Regions from separate parts of the Zea mays genome. Here region 1 is linked to region 2. The links are chromatin contacts, called in public Hi-C maps. All regions are on one chromosome and are shown on one strand. The core of a region is the stretch at or near the end of the contact, and the rest is flanking DNA. Distances in the headings are between cores, read along the strand shown.

Region 1 (5,876 bases), core at 2,173-4,672, 150 kb before region 2:
TATCATCCAAGGTCCAGGGCAAGCAGTTCTAATATCTCTGAGTTCTTGTAAAAAACTATCCTTTTCATTATTTCTTGGAGGGCCATACACACAAGTAAGCCACCACGCACTTCTATCTTCACTGCAAAACTGAACTGAGACACTGTGAGTGTCCTGTCTTTTCTGGCCTGAAACCCCAACATGTCTTCTCCAAGCCACAAGGATACCTCCACTAGCCCCAGCAGAAGGTAGACAAATGTATGAACTGATGTTTTTGTGAGTCTTCCTGCTCGATTCATCAGAGAGACCTTCCATTTCGGGAGGTTATCAACGACCTTGTCTATCAACTGGTGCTAGCTCATGGACATTCATGTTAACTCAATATTTTGTGTTCCCTGCTTAATCCGGAGCTGCCCCTTTTGGTTCTCGTTATAAAACCCCCTCTTTCCCTATCAAAACCCTGTTATCTGTCTCTTTTCTTCCGGGTGAACATTTGTTTGTCCTTGTATTTCCATAGACTTGCTGGCAGGCCCTTTCTGTGTTAACTGAATCTCCCCCATTTGAGTTGTCCACATTGGGAATCCAGAAGACACTAACCTCCTTTAAAGGAGTCTCGAAGGTTGTTGCAGGGAATGGGAGTTCTGTCCAGGTATGGCATGATTTATGGAAGGACCAACTACTTCTCAGTTATACCCTGAATTATTCTCTTTGTGGCCAATACGAACATCACTCTTCTCCAAGCCAGGGCCCTACAATCCACTCATGAGATGTTTCATCTTCTGTTATCACAAGAAGCATGTCAACAGTATCTGTGTTTGCTCCCTATGTTACAAGAACCCTGAAATTTCGACCACAACGATAAGTGAAAGTACATATGGGGAAGCCAACACTACTCATCCTATAAGTGAAAGTCGCCTAGAGGGGGGGGGTGAATAGGCAAATCTGAAATTTATAAACTTTAAGCATCACTACAAGCCGGGGTTAGCGTTAGAAATAAAAGCGAGTCCGAAAGAGAGGGCGAAAACAAATCACAAGCAAATGAAGAGTGTGACACGGTGATTTGTTTTACCGAGGTTCGGTTCTTGCAAACCTACTCCCCGTTGAGGTGGTCACAAAGACCGGGTCTCTTTCAACCCTTTCCCTCTTTCAAACGGTCACCTAGACCGAGTGAGCTTTTCTCCTCAATCAATTGGGACACTTAGTCCCCACAAGGACCACCACACAATTGGTGTCTCTTGCTTTGATTACAAATGTCTTAGAAACAAGAATGGGGAAGAAGAAAAGCGATCCAAGAGACAAGAACTCAAATGAACACAAATGTCTCTCTCACAAGCCACTAAATCTTTGGAATGTGTTTGAGACTTGGAGAGGATTTGATCTTTGCTTTTGTGTCTTGGAGTGAAGTCTAGAGCTCTTGTATTGAATGTGCTGGCTGAAAACTTGGATGCCTTGAAGTGTGGTGGTTGGAGGTATTTATAGCCCCAACCACCAAAATGACCGTTGGGAGGGGCTGCTGTCGATGGGCGCACCGGACAGTCCGGTGCGCCAGCCACGTCACCCAACCGTTAGGGTTCGACCGTTGGAGCTCTGACAGGTGGGGCCACCGGACAGTCCGATGGTGCACCGGACAGGTACTGTTCACTGTCCGGTGCGCCTTCTGGCGCCTGCTCTGACTCTGCGCGAACTGTCCGCGCACTGTAGCGTTGTCAGCCGACCGTTGAACTCGACCGTTGCGCTGGCGACCGTTGCTCCGCTTGGCACACCGGACAGTCCGGTGAATTATAGCGGACTGGCTCCCAAAAACCCGAAGCTGAGCAGTTCAGAGTTGATCTTCCTGGTGCACCGGACACTTGTCCGGTGCGCCAGACCAGGGCAGCCTTCGGTTGGTTTTGCTCCTTTTTATTTGAACCATTTCTTGGACTTTTTATTGGTTTGTGTTGAACCTTTGGTACCTGTAGAACTTAAAATCTAGAGCAAACTAGTTAGTCCAATTATTTGTGTTGGGCAATTCAATCACAAAAATCATTTAGGAAAAGGTTTGACCCTATTTCCCTTTCAGTAAGGCGTACAAACATTTCATGGGATACATGCAGGTTCATCCAGTATTCCTTTGGTTGTGGAACTCCAAATGTCAAGCCAAACAAAAATTCTTCTTCTGGCTATTCTTGAAAGGTCGTTTGAACACCAAAGACATGCTTCGCCGAAGACAGATGGAGTTAGACTCATATAAGTGTGAAAACTGCATCTTGTAGAAGGATGAAACCTTGTCTCATCTATTCCTACGACGCAACTTTGCAAAAAAAGGTGTTGGGAACTTCTTGGGATTATGGCGTCCCTTCCCTCAAATCCGCACACTGCTGTTAGCAGGATCAAAAGACAGAAAGTGCCATGGTCAGGGAATCAAACATAACAATGCTTTGTTGCATATGGAAGATCAGGAATGGGTGGATCTTTGAAAGCATTCCGCCCACAATAACAAGATGCAAGTCCCTGTTTACTCAGGAGATGTTACTCATAAGTCACAAATTGAAATCGTCATTAGCAAATCCTGTTAGGCTTTGGCTAGACCAATTGTAATCTGCCCCACCCACCAACTTCTTTACGATTAACATTTCCCCCATGTAAATATTTACTATTCAATATAAATATTGTAGGGACCTCCCCTACGCTAACTTACATTCAAAAAAAAGTTGTCCACATTGGTCACCCCTTTTGCATGTTCTTCACCTGTTGAGCATTCAATTCCAGTTGTTGATTCCAAACTTGCTATTTCATCCTCTCTTGAAAACTGCAGAGATACCTGAATATAAATTGCCTCCCCTAAACGCCCAACTTTCTGCTATCTCCAATCCAGAGCCCTCAAAGATAGGTTGTGTAACCTTTTTACCTGACCACCCCTTATTATATATTCTCCTTGAGATACATCCCCAACTAGGTTACCTGTTTTAGTTAAATCAAGATTTTCAATTACTACTCTTGGACCCACAATAGAAGGGCATTATTCTCGAACTCTATATCAGGAGGCCTCCACAGGTAATGAAGAACTTCGGCAGTAACTAAGGCTCATGCAAGGGTGACACTGACTAAGTTTGATAGACCACATGACGTGGCATGCAGAAGCCTTGGGTTCCTCGTGCCCAGGGTGCCTAGCAGTATAAGCCCTCGGGGCCTCTCATGCCTCGGGGCATCTACCAGTATAAAGCCTTCGGGGCCCCTTACGCCCCAGGACATCGAACAGTATAAGCCCCCAGTTCCCCTTGCGCCTCGGGACATCTGGCATAATAGCCTTTGAGGCCCCTCACGTCCTAGGATCCACCGAATTCAAGTCAAGAAAGCAATCCTGCCAATTGGTTATAGGAGAAGTTAGTCTAGCTTGACTTGTCTATCCTTCCTCTTGGTAGAAGTTTTCCCCTCTCTGGCTTGAGGCTTGTAACTTTGTACACATCCATCATCAGCAAGACATAGGGTATTCGCACTCTGTGACTCGAACCTCTAGAAATCTGTGTGCTAGGCTCATAATGTCATGATCTGGTAGACATACTCTACGTGCCATGGTTCATTCCTCACTCCCTTAGCAATTCTTTTGCAGGTACCTTTGGTACCCATGTGTTTTTGCTACGACAGTTAGCTTCACCCAAAGCTGCCATAAGCTGTTCTTCTAACTTTATTGCACCACGGATGCATACCTTTGGCTGAAGAAAGGTGCACCTGAGTACTATTTTTTCTTATTTAATCTATGGGATTGTTTTTGGTCAATGGTGAACTGGGTAGCATATGCACACCTTTGTTCCGTATATGAAGTTGGCATTTTGCTTTGGGATTCTTCTGCTTAGAATCACTTGATGGCAGATTTACAGTGTTTTCTGATCAACTGTCATCTACATTCTTTTTTATCTGCATGCCTTGTCAGTTCCAATGTACTGAACTCCTCCTTCTGCAGTCGTGTCTATCTGATTCCAGGAATCAAGCGTATTGTGGTGAACATGAACTCCACATCTTCTCAGCGTGGTTACCCTGCCAAGAGGTGGTGTGCAGCGAACATGAGCTCCACATCTATGCGTCACTCTGCATGGAAGTCTGAGCCCTGGACTCACCTTACCCACAAACAGAGACGACCACAATGGATTGCTTATAATCCAAGGACAATGAGGCCTCCACCACTTAGCACTGATACCAATTCTATGAAGATTCTGTCCTGGAACGTTAATGGACTGCAAGCTATTGTACAGTCAGGGTTTTCTGCAGATGAATTGGTTGCCAGAGAGAACTTTGACGTCTTATGTCTTCAAGAGACACACTTGGAGGCAAGTTGTTTTGGTGTTTCCATTGCTGCTCCCTCATATACAGCTTCGTCCTGGGCAGTGGGATGCTTTGATGTGTACATGGGGTTTCTAAATAATCCAATATATCATGATATGGTGATCTTTCTTTATGATGCACACATACCAATGCCATGATCAGGTTTCCATTCTCTTTTCAGGAGCGCAATGTTGACCTTTTTAAAAACCTGGTACATGAATATGATTACACCTGTTGGTCATGCAGTGTTGCAAGGCTTGGTTATTCAGGAACTGCTGTTATATCACGGGTATGTTCTTCCTGTGGTTAATGCCCAGCATCTCCCTTTTGTACTGACTAAAAAGTCAGTGGATAGCAGCATTGCAATAAATCTTCTGAACCCAATACTATCAGTTGATACATAGTATATATCTAACCTCACTTTCCGTGTTCTTTTGTATGCATTAACAGGTACAACCAATCTCAGTTCAATATGGGCTTGGCATACCAGAGCATGATCAGGAAGGCAGGCTTATTACCTTGGAGTTTGATGATTTTTACTTGGTCAATGCTTATGTCCCAAATTCTGGCCGTGGTTTACGTAGACTGGTAAAAGCTATTCTTCCTTCATGTTGTTAGTGTTCATATTATGTTGTACTGCAATTGCTTAGGATATCTAATTTTGTTCTGTTGCTTCTTGGTCTTCAGAATTACAGGATCAATGATTGGGATCCATGCTTTAGCGACTTCATAAAGGTGCATCCACTTAGCTTTCCAATGTCCTTATTTGGCATCACCCATTGTTATTTTTTATGCTAATTGAGGAATTGTATTGTGCTTTTTATTCTTATTATATGTTGTTCTAAACCTGCTTGTCAAACACCGGTTGAGATTGTTTGAAATGTCATAAGTGTGTATTGCGATCCTAAGACGTGATAGCAATGGAAATAAGGGTAGGGAAAGATCGAAGTTTATATGGTAAAAGACAGTAAAAGGAGACTAAAAAAGATGGAATATACTGTTGAATAGGAGTACATGGAAAATAGCTAACTACGTGCTTGAACCTTGACTTGTGGTTTATATTAGGTTTCAACTCTAGCTTACTCCATCTCGTTCGGGACTAAAAGACTGTTGTTGTTGCTGTTGCTTTTGCTGTTGTTGATGTGTTGTTCTACAACATGGCTTGTACTCCAACTTCACAATTTGTCCCTTCAAATATAACTTTGCAAAGTGCAACTGAGATGTGCTTTTGCCTTTTGGTCTGCAGAAACTGGAATGTTCTAAACCAGTAATTGTTGCTGGGGATCTAAACTGTGCTCGTCAAAGTATTGACATTCACAATCCTCAAGTAAGTGTATTCGCTCACCCTTTTCTTAGAAAATTATTGCCCAAACGTTTGCACATGTTACTGTTCTGTTTTCATGGTTCTCAATGACAGGATACCATAAAAGACCAGTGGATTTTTTTGGGGATCTATCATATATGTATATTGCTAGGTGCCAATTTTGTTAAGGGGAATTGCAGACTTTATTTTACATTGTTAGGTGTTAATTTTAAGGGGAATTGCAGACTATTTTTTTTTTCCTTTTTGAGGAGACATGCCTCCTGTTTTTAGTACA
Region 2 (5,734 bases), core at 2,187-4,686:
GGAGGAGAACACCAAGCATTCCTACAACATTCTTAAGCACCAAGACATCGATCTCGCGCATTCGTTTCATTGTGATAGCATATAGAGCTCTTGTGGAGTTGTGAACTTCTTGAGTTGTGTTGCGAGCTCTTGTTGCTGCTTGTGTGCGTGTTGTTGCTCTGATCTTTTGAAGTCTTGTGTGCGTTGCTCATTCCCCCCTTGCTCTGTGTTTATTTGTGAACTTCAATTGTAAGGGCGAGAGGCTCCAAGTTGTGGAGATTCCTCGCAAACGGGATTGAGAAAAAGCAAGCAAAACACCGTGGTATTCAAGTGGGTCTTTGGACCGCTTGAGAGGGGTTGATTGCAACCCTCGTCCGTTGGGACGCCACAACGTGGAGTAGGCAAGCGTTGGTCTTGGCCGAACCACGGGATAAACCACTGTGTCCTCTCTGTGTTTGATCTTTTGTGGTATTGTGTTTTGTTGAGACTCCTCTCTAGCCACTTGGCAATAATTGCGCTAACACTTAACAAGTTGTTGTGGCTATAAGTTTAAGTTTTACAGGATCACCTATTCACCCCCCCCTCTAGGTGCTCTCACCACCCCACACATGAGCAGGACAACACATCGGCGATGGATAGAACGGGACGCACCATGCTATCCCTGGAGGAGGATGACAAGGCGATCTTGGTTGTGCTACCCTTTGGGTCCGTTTAGTCGGCTTTTGCTTTCGCACAGGTCGCCCTTTTGACTTCGTTTGTTTTATTGGCCGGTTGTGTGGAACGGCCTTCTTCATATATTTGGCAAGCAACTGACCAAAAGTAGGGCCGACTCTACTGAGCCGTCCAGACGTCTTAGTAGTGTTTTGTTTCCTAACACTCGTGTTGGAACGTTGTGGTCCGATGGTCTGAGGTTGCTGCTTCTGACCATCTGCGGACCGTCCGGCCATCATAGCCGGACTGTCCGCGCCTGTCTCGGACTGTTCGGCCTTAGTACCTGGATCGTTCGACGTACACAGAACAGGTGACCGTGATCGGGTGTCCGATCGTGCTTGCCCCCCGGTGCCTCCGGTCTTTCTTTTGTCCGGAGCCTTCAGAGTAACCATTCTGCGTGACATATTTGGTGTGCGAGGATTACCAATGACGATATTTTTATTTTTACTTTTATCGGCCGCACAAGGCCGAATTATGGCCTTTTTGCTCGTTGGCTCTAATGTGGTGATAGGAACAGGTGACCTGTCAATTTTCACCTCTTTTTGAAACCTCAACCGACCTTCGTTTATAGCCGATTGTATTTGCCGACGGAAGACGACACAATTCTTGGTGTTATGGAGAAAGGAGCCATGCCATTTGCAATAAACACACCCTTTTAATTGTTCAACCGGAGGAATTACATGTGACAATTTAATATTACCATGTTTAAGCAACTCATCAAATATTTTATCACATTTAGTAATATTAAATGTGAACTTAACCTTTTCCTTTTGTGTCGAGTGCGGGTGAGAGCGAACAGAAGGTTTGGCCTTAGTGGGCCAAACAAGCTCAGGGACGTGTGACTTTTTTTGTTCTTGGGGCTTGGGTGGCCGGTTATATTTACGCCGGCCTTCCGCACTAGGCGGATCACAGGTGACTTCTGGTGCTCCGGACGGTCCGACCTGCGCAGTCGGACGGTCTGTGGATGGATCGGACGGTCCGGTACTATTCTCGGACTATCCGGTCACGTCAGGAAACACATGTGACCCTTGTGGTAGGCTCTGTGTAACTCCGGACTGTCCGGCGTAGGGTGCCGGACGGTCTGACGGAGGGCCGGACGGTCCGATATTGTGTGCGGACGGTCCGGCCGCGCTCAGAGTTGACTCACCATTTAGCGAAGATGGTGGTGACGGTCGTCCTGGATATGAGTCCATCGGCATACCAGAGTATGGCTGGGAAAACCCTTTTGTTGCCGATATATTTGGCGCAATTGTTTTGGCGCCTAATTTATGTGATAAAAAACTAGGCATGTGAGTTTTTCCTAATGCGTGCGCCATCCTTTCTATATCCTCTGTGATACTTTTAATCCGATTATCAAAAGAAATTTTAATAGATGGAATATCATCGACTGACTTGACATCACCTATTGTGGGGAGCTGTTGCAGCACGGATGACATGTAATCGGCGTCTATTTCCCTTTCTTGGACGGTCTTCTGGTGGCAATCCACCCTGAAGTGCGAGAGGAACCATTTATCCGCCACCTTGAGCACCTGATCTTTTTGTCGTTGGACCTCCTCATCTATTTTCTTCATGTCATCTTTTAATCTTTTATGCTCAGCGGCCGATAAATTAGTCAGCCTTGTGCTGCTGTTTGGAGAAGCCCTGTTGAGATCTTTAGAATCGGCCATATAAGCCTGATTTTGTAGATCTTCAACCTCGTTCCCCAGCGGAGTCGCCAAAAGTATGTTGGTGCCTTTTTGGTCACCAAACACAATAATGAACCGCTTGGCGGTACTTGGCACCTTGGGTTCGGCTCCGCAAGATGAACAGTAGTGGCGGCCTGCGATAGGTCGCCGGATCGCCTGGTAGTGCCTTCTGCGACGGCGCGGACGGTCCGCGGCCTTGGGCCGGACGGTCCGTGACCTGGGCGCAGGAGCGGTGTCTTCCCTGCGTCACACCGGACGGTCCGCAGCTCTGGGCAGGATGGTCCGCGACCTGGTGACAGGGTCGTCTTCCTCCTCCTTGCTGGAATCTAGATCTCGTCCCCTAGGGGGAAAAGATCTTAAAGTGCTCCGGGTCGACAGGTCACCCGGGGCGTCCCCAGACGACGTGGAGTCGCCTAGGAATTAAGAGATCAAATCGAGGAAGAGGTCTTGGATGGAAAACTAGACCTTGCCCCCCAGGAGGGGTGAGATCCTAGGGTCGTCTTGGGATCGGCAGGCCACCCAAGACAGATCTAGACGACGTAGAGTCGACTAGGGGTGGAGGTGGATATGCGGAAGTCTACAACTAGAACTATGCTACATCTACTCCTAGGGCAGGAAAAGTAAGTAAGGTAATTGGTTCGATTGGAATGTGTTCGGGGGTTCTCAATCGGCCGTACCCCTTTATATTTATAGGGGAGGAGGTCTGAACCTTTTCCTAAAAGATAGCCAACAAACTCACACGTGATTAGATGGATAACCACACACGAGATAAGGATAAACATCCGAGTTAATCTAATCTCGGGACACGCGGACCGTCCGGGCCCATGGGCCGGACCGTCCGCTCATTTTGGTGTTCAACAAGTGTGATTGAGTGAGTTTAAATATATAGTAAGTCAAAATCCCTACTAACGTTTTCAATTCCTTCAGTCCGTGTGATGCAGAAATAATCAAAGAAGGTCTAATAAACCTTTAATTCATATAAATTTTAATAAAACCGAGCAAGGCCTAATTTAAGGTTAAAATGAAGAGACCCAGCCCGGCCGTGCGGTGCGGGAGGTGCCACGCCCGCCTCGAACTCTCGAAGCTTCGAGCACGCCACAACCCAACGGCGCGCGGGCGGCGGGCCCGTGAGCGTGCAGTGCTGAGTACACACGCCGAGCGGCGCCACTCCGGGTTAGCAGCAACAATACTGTGGGATTATATGAGATGAGAAGGAGACTACTAGACTAGCAGCCGTATCACTCACTACTCGCTGCCCGCGCCCGATCGGGCGCACTGCCCTGTGGTGTACTGGTGTGTCACGCCCCTCGTCACTCACCCCGTCACCCGCAACCCCATCTTCTATTCTTCCCGACGGCGCTCCTGGCAGCAGGTACTCAATGACCTACCCCCCGATGCGCTCCCGCCCCTTTTCTTTATCGGTGGATTGATGCGTGCCCTGGGTCGATCGATCGCCCTTCACTGTCCAAATGCTAGCGATTGGATTGGGTCGTTGTGGAATTGGGTTATGGGTGGACGTGCGGTCTGTAGATCCATTCATGGCCGTTCCCGTATCATTGTAGTAGTTGCTTTCTCCGCTCTTCTGGAGTAGAGGGAAACCCTCAAGAAATGTGTGTAAGCTTTGATTTGCACTGAGTTCTGGGATCTTATTAGGCCGTCTCGCCCTTTCTATTGCGGTAGGAGAAATGTTTGTTTCTGAGATTGAGCACACGCCGCCCAACCCGCAAGGACGTGTTGCCCGTCTGCTTTCCTCTTTCCCTTTTTTTTGTTTTTTTATATACGATTGTTAGAGGAACACCGAAAGCCGCGGTTTGCCAGATGCTGAATTTAATCTAGTGCTACAAAAAAACCTATTTCTATTTAGCTTCCAGTAAATTCCAGTTGATTCGCATAGGATCAGTAGTCAATAGGGGTGGTAATGGATCACGATCCAAACGTTTCTTCACAATAAGTTAGGGCCCTTAATCAATTTTAGTTAAAAAATGAGTAGGAATAAAGCCCGATCCTAACCCGATTCGATCCTTCAATTTTATAGTGTAAAATCTAGAGCCCTTACCATCCCTAGTAGTCGATTAACTGGTACATCCACTTTCTGTTTTGTGCCAACATAGGAGTAGGAGCCTCATAACTATCGCTAGAATTTTAGTCAAATTGCAAGTAAGCACATATAGGGCGATATCTGGATTCCCTGAAAAGCCAGTATCAATAAAAAAGATCCATTGAATGAACTGAAATATTTTTAGTAGGAATTTCAAGAACTAACGGTCAATCTTTTCGAGATAATCAAAGTCTGATTGAAGTTTGGGCAAAAAATGTATTCACTTTAAATCGACCGTTTACAAAAGGAATCTTTGGATCCCCTGAGTATTTTAGTTTACTTCTATGTATCGGGAGCTCAGCCATGTCAACAAGCTCGATGATCGGAGTATGCTAAGAGTCTTCATCGGCTACGTGGACGGCGTCAAGGCCTACTGCATCTTCGACCTTGTGACATAGCGCGTGCACATCACGTGCAACATTGCGTTCGACAAAGGGTGAGGCTGGGTATGGGTCATGATGGTGGACAACAACTTGACTTCGATGATCAGTGACTTCGTTGTTGACTACATCCACTTCGAGGGAGTAACTCTTCTTCACCGGGCTCACCTACCCTAGCACCTGGTTTGTCCACCAACACCGTCAGCCACGCCTCATTGTCCTGCACCGACGCCCACACCTTCGGGGTCGACGTCAACAACTTTGGTCCGCGATGAACATCACACGTTGTTTGCCACTCCACTATCCAATGATGAGGGTTGCATCGACGCCTACCACGACGATGAGCCTCTGCACTACCGCACTATGGACAACATCTCAGTGAGTAGTATACCCCTAGAGTGGTGCACTACAACTTAGAGGCGGAGCTACACCTGGCGCATGATGACATCGAGTCCCGCTCCTTCAGTGAGGCATAGGGGGACACGCCGCAATGCAGTAACCAAATGTGGGAGTTGGTTGACCTTGCTGGCCATCACATCATCACCCTTAAGTGGGTCTTCATGCTCAAGTAGAATGAGTCCGGGGCGGTGATTAAGCACAAGGCGTGTCTGGTGGTGCACGGGTTCATTCAACAGGAGGGAGTTGATTTTGATGATGCCTTTGCACCTGTCGCGTGGCGACAATCCATCCGTGTCCTCGCGTTGGCAGCTTAGGAGGGTTGTGCCACCACATGGATGTCAAATCAGCCTTCCTCAGCGTCGACTTGAAGGAGGTCTACACCTACTAGTAGTCAGGATTCTCATCCTCGACAAGGAGAACAAGGTTGTCGACCTAAGCAAGGCCCTCTATGGCCTGCAGCAGGCACCACGAGCTTGGAACAC

What was found. Hi-C and Micro-C count contacts between places; a contact is called where the count stands out from the background.
Region 1: a Hi-C map of root tip shows a contact between it and region 2, with 3 times the contacts expected there. The contact joins the enhancer-like site here to the promoter of LOC100194242 in region 2. A contact is called at or near these places in 2 of 25 Hi-C or Micro-C datasets (root tip and tassel).

Annotation. Positions count from the first base shown.
Region 1 is chr3:193,129,202-193,135,077 of Zm-B73-REFERENCE-NAM-5.0, reverse strand. LOC100191243 reads left to right here. Exons shown (of 8, transcript NM_001136677.1): 2 at 3,920-4,283; 3 at 4,460-4,567; 4 at 4,729-4,866; 5 at 4,966-5,013; 6 at 5,525-5,605. The coding sequence starts at 3,963. Among protein-coding and RNA genes, the nearest start is that of LOC100191243, 15 kb to the left of the region's middle. Within about 2 kb of position 3,422, at least 2 of the 20 cell types and tissues checked have an H3K27ac peak or open chromatin away from gene starts, as enhancers often do. A contact at or near this core is called in root tip, where this site is marked.
Region 2 is chr3:192,979,959-192,985,692 of Zm-B73-REFERENCE-NAM-5.0, reverse strand. LOC100194242 reads left to right here and starts at 3,436. Exons shown (of 2, transcript NM_001139283.1): 1 at 3,436-3,747.